2 separate regions of the Bombyx mori genome follow, and region 1 is linked to region 2. The links are chromatin contacts, called in public Hi-C maps. All regions are on one chromosome and are shown on one strand. The core of a region is the stretch at or near the end of the contact, and the rest is flanking DNA. Distances in the headings are between cores, read along the strand shown.

Evidence for each region. A called contact is a pair of places that touch in the nucleus more often than the background predicts.
Region 1: a contact with region 2 is called in a Hi-C map of middle silk gland, with 1.6 times the contacts expected there. The contact joins two enhancer-like sites. A contact is called at or near these places in 2 of 7 Hi-C or Micro-C datasets (middle silk gland and whole pupa).

Annotation. Positions count from the first base shown.
Region 1 is chr11:19,214,007-19,216,706 of ASM3026992v2, reverse strand. All of the region lies in intron 4 of LOC101746847 (tRNA dimethylallyltransferase), which reads right to left. Among protein-coding and RNA genes, the nearest start is that of LOC134199608, 18 kb to the right of the region's middle. Within about 2 kb of position 1,411, at least 2 of the 8 cell types and tissues checked have open chromatin away from gene starts, as enhancers often do.
Region 2 is chr11:19,134,552-19,137,251 of ASM3026992v2, reverse strand. All of the region lies in intron 3 of LOC101746847 (tRNA dimethylallyltransferase), which reads right to left. Among protein-coding and RNA genes, the nearest start is that of TRNAT-AGU, 19 kb to the right of the region's middle. Within about 2 kb of position 1,346, at least 2 of the 8 cell types and tissues checked have open chromatin away from gene starts, as enhancers often do.

The DNA.
Region 1 (2,700 bases), core at 162-2,661, 79 kb before region 2:
TCTTGCTAGTGCTAATTTAGCTAATTCTCTCTGGCCGGGCCGTGAGCTAACTTATCCGTCTGCTGCTGCTCTCCGTAAGTGGAGTAGCCCGTCAGGTTACCAGCGAATAGGTAGGAAGAAACAAAAAGTTTACTTGGCGTCCCATTCTTTCAGCCACGACTTCACATCCGTTTGAAAACCATTAATTATACACAGGATAACGTTATTATTAGTATTAAACATACTGTTGACCGTGACAAGCACGTAGGTATGCATTATGTTTCCATAGAATTCCGGTCGGTCGTGTCACGTAAGTCACGACGGATGGGACCTAGGCGCCTGCTGTTGCATCAGACCAATCATTATGTTGGTTTGTTTTATTTATAAAGGTACTAACTAGCGCAGCGATATTGTGGTAATGAAATTTGGACTAAAAGCCAATATGGAAAGTGTCAATTCCGTTCGATGGGGTTTTCACGAGTGACTTATGGAACGATATAAAAGATGCCAAATAGTAGGTTTGTTCTACGGATCGTACTCTTATCTTCATCTGTCTACGGCTCGTCCACTTGTCTTAAATATTTTAAGATGAATTATGCTTGATGCACCACTTTTTTTCCCTACCTATGCTCATAGCCTTGAGATGCTATTTCAGCGTTACCCTAGCGTGTAAGTGAGCTCACGGGGCTTAAAACAGGAGGTGTTGCTAACTCTGGCCCTAGCGAGAGCAGTGCTTCGCAGAATCTACCACCGAATCGGAGACGCGACCTACTGAGAAGATCCGGCAAGAAACTTAGTGGGCTGTGTATGGGTTAGTTTACTCGATGAACCCTTCGTCGCAAGCACGGGTTCGATGATAGCGGTAACCGGTGCTTGAGGTACCTAAAAGCACCGTTAGTGGATCGAGGATCTGAAATGACGTATTTAAGACGACGTCAACTGTTTACCATATCCTCCACCAATGACCCACCTGATCCTGATCAGTTAGCGTTACTCGTGGACATCGGCAATGCTAGGACCTTAGCTACGACAAGCTCAGATTTGCCCTATTTAACAAAATAAGGCATAGCGCAGACCTTGCCAAACAAGTCTTTCCTCTTTATATTTATTAAGTCGTATGATTAAGTTAGTTTTGGTTTGACGAGTGGAAACTAGTTATCAATACAATCAAACACACCGGGGCTCGTCAGTTTTAATCAATGTTCGCAATAGTTATATAATTTGATACGTCAGAAACAATAACGAATGTATATCCCGATTCAATCAGTTGTTTGTTGTTTAGAGAACCATCTTTATGTATTTTATTTTAATGCTCCTCATTCAAAATCCTCGCACAGTACTAACAAAAATATTATTTTAAAGCACGTAATCAGTCCGTATCAGAAGCAGTCAAGGGCGGTCACAGACGGAATTTTATTAACATACGCGAATAATTTAATACGAACAATTTTACGAGCCGCTCGAGGTTGTTGGAGCAAACCAGCACGTGACGTCCGCAGATAGCTTCGCACCGCCAACAATAAACTTCGAAGCGAACGAATAGAACACGAACGAACAAACATTAAAGCGCTCTTTTTGACACGCTTTTATTAGTTTGGTCTGTGTTGTGTGTTATGGAATTTTTTAACGTAATTTTCACTGATCTTTTAACTTTCGATTAATCAGAAATTTTGGGGACGTATCAATGACAATGCGATAATTATATATCGCTCTAATTTCTGCCGTAAAGCAGTAATTCGTTTCGGTTTGAAGGGTGGGACAGCCGTTGTAACTATACTTGAGACCTTAAAACTTATGTCTCAAGGTGGGTGGCGCATTTACGTTGTAGATGTCTATGGGCTCCAGTAACCACTTAACAGCAGGTGGGCTGTGAGCTCGTCCACCCATCTAAGCAATAAAAAAAATAAAAAACACGCTTTTATTAGCTTGGTCTGTGTTGTGTGTTATGGAATTTTTGAACGTTTTGAATTTTTACTGATCTGGTGACTTTCGATTAATCAGAAAATTTGGGAACGCATCGATGACAATGTGATAATTATATATCGCTTTAATATCTCGACCAAAACGGGATAGAAAAAATGAAATTAATTATTTCTTCGGTTCGGCATTTAAGCGTTTTTTTTGTTTAGGAAATTAACTAATACGAAATCTGTAACATTTTAAGACATATATTTTCCACAAGTCATCACTCGGTTCTTGAATGAGCGCAATATAGCGTGCTCCGCGCGCTGTGATACTTCCCCTTCAAACAGGGTTTGAAAAGAGTCCTCGACGGTGGACGGTTGCGCCGTCATGTATGGACATTAGTGAAGCCAAGTGCAGCCTGAAGAAAATGTGGCGGTATTCAACTTGTCACGTACACAGGATACTTTAGCAGCGGAATATCAGGCCAAAGTTTGCTCGGACATTAAAACTGATAGATCAACATCTACATTAATAGACAGACGGATTAACATAATAAAATTTTACATGGATTGAAAATACGTTCTTAACAAATGTTCACGATTGACTTCAACGGTCAAGGAATAACATCGTATAATAAAAATCAAACCCGCAAAAATATAATTTGCGTAATTACAAGTAGGTAGGAGTATTGTGAGTCCGCGTGGGTAGGTATCACCATCTCGCCTATCTTCTGCCGTGAAGCAGTAATGCGTTTCGGTTTGACAGGTGCGGCAGCCGTTGTAACTATACTGATACCTTAGAACTTAAATTTCAAGG
Region 2 (2,700 bases), core at 97-2,596:
AAGCAATTAAAGAAGGCATACTCGAAGTCTCAACACACTGGAAAAAAACTATTTCTATATTAAAAGTGAGCCGGATTGATAAGTAAATTTTTCAAATGACAAAAAGTAAATTGTTCTAAGATATCCAGCTTATATTAATTGGACGAAGAACTCTCTCTCTCGTTCTTTAATATAAATGGATTGATTGATTTGCAGGCTCTTTCGATTCGCTTCTTCGGCATCGACAAAAGATCTTATGCAGAATTAAGTACGCATAGAAGTGTTAGCTTTGAAAATATATGAAGAATGATGCAATCAAGGCAACATCCACGCTCATCTATATCCATAACAATCTTAATCTAAATGCCAACAGGTTCAATATTTTTTCAAATATTTGTCAATTAATATGAGCTATGTTAATCAGTTATAATATTGACTGTTTACGGAAATTCGTGTCATCTTTATAGACTTATCTGTCAATAATAACAACCTTGACATTAGATTGATAATTTGCGTAGTTAATTGTGGTAGGGCGTGTTGTGAGAGTGAGTAGTAGATTTCGACCTTCTTCAGAAATCATCTTCAGTCATCCTAATTAATAAAATTATTGGTAATATTGCTACGATAAAAGATAAATATCTGCTATCTATAAATATCTATTTTTTGTTAGACAAAAATCGCCTGACTTCTACTATACATCGCCGGTCACGGATTCATTGTCGTTTGTCCACAATTTCATTTTGAGAATTCAACAGTTATTCACACGAAACAGACCGCCAACAGCTTATCTGTGGCACCATGAAATAGTAGAGTAAGAAGACTCTGAAGCTTTTCAAGGAATCCGAATTTCTAAATCGATATCCTTACAAATAGCTGAATGACAATCTTGGAGCAAAGATATTTTGTTCATTTTTATTATAGTAGGATACGAATAGTCCACCTGGTACGGTGTATGTCACCAGAGCTTTTACATTTAATAAAATTAACGCTGACGCGTCTTATGGTCAGCAATTTGGTTAACCCCCCCCCCTTCCCCCTTCCCAGGGATTGCTGATGACGATAAACAGCGAACATACGGGTCTTATTCTCGTCAGCCCAAAGTGACAATTAATAAGCGAGACGAGGTCTAAATTTCAGTCCTATAGTATAACGGCTACCACGCCTTTCAATCCAGAACGCCTGATTGCTCCGCCGTCGAAGTAGCGTAGAATCAAATGTGGCGTAGTTGGCACGTATTACGCAACATTTAATATCCGCATATCGTACGTTAAAAAAAACTCAATAAAATATCTACGCAAGATAAGATATCTTGGGACGAGGCCGTCAACACAACGGCTGTTATGTTAGGTTATGTTCGTAGTTACACGATACACAAGGTCGACTGAGAGGCCCACACATGTTAGTTATGGGGACTCGAATTATCCGCCCGTAATTCGTTTTGTATTCAACGACCAGTTTTATTGTCGACTGTATCCCTGTTTTGATATTATACATTTTTTGAATATTCATTTTTGGAACGAAGTTCCTTACGGCAGGCTTGGAGGGATAGGGATTTTGCTGCGCGACCGAACTGAAAAAAATGTGATAGTAAGAACCGTAAGAAAAAGTCCGTGGAATAAGGCCTTGTTTTCCGCACAGCGATATTTCACCGCGCGATTTTTTTTCTTGTATTTTTTTATTTTTTATATGGAACTTCATTCCTATCCGGTGTCCTACGACACCACACATCTTTTTTAATATCATGAGCTAAGTGTGTGCCACGTGTGTGCTTGACTCGCAAGCGTGATTGGTAATCAACAAACGTCCGAATCGAACGAATCATAAGCTTCTATACTTCATTTAAACAGTGATTAGCTAAAAGCTGTCCGCACCACAATAAAATTCATCATGCAAATTTTTCTTACCTAAGTACCTATGCAAGCGTAACCGAGCCATAGGTGAGCTCTCGCGGCTCTAACCTGTGGACGTTGCTAACACTAGCCCTAGCAAGAGCAGTGCTTCGCAAAATCTACCACCGGATCGGAAACGCGACCCACTGAAAAGATCCGGCGAGAAACTCAGTGGGCTGTGTCTGTGTATTAACTTTTCAGTAAGGAAGTCTGCTAACTTCTGCGTCAATAATAGCGCGCTTTCCACCAATGGACTCATGTTTTTTTTTTCTTGTTCCTTACACCATGGCTCATCGCCCATCTAATATGATTTGGGAAGTTATGGACCGAGTATATTATTGGCCTATCTACATAAACGCCATTGGAATTATGAACGCGTATTTTCATATATTCGTTATAGCTCAATCTGCTTGGTGCGAGTTTTTTAACGTTCTCGATAGCGTAAAAGTTAGCTTATATTTGTATGGAATGGAATCGTTTGCCTACGTTTGCCGTTAGGGGCGCTGTTCCAACTGCATACAAAATAAGGTTAACTTTTACGCTATCGAGAACGTTAAAAAACTCGCACTAAGCACACTGAAACTATAGCGTTTTTTTGGCAAATGAAAATGGTCTTAACGGCCAGATCGAATAAAGCTCTTTTTTAATTCTCCTATCTATTGTGTGCGAAATAAACGACCTACAGTTCTAAAACTTAATAAGAGCGATCAAACGTAAATTATTCAAAATACCGCCTTCGTTATACGTCGCCGTCGAATTCTAATTTCAGTGATTTTGCGTCACGTCCGACCCGTCACCTTGGACGGTGCGCTTCCTACATTTATCACAATTC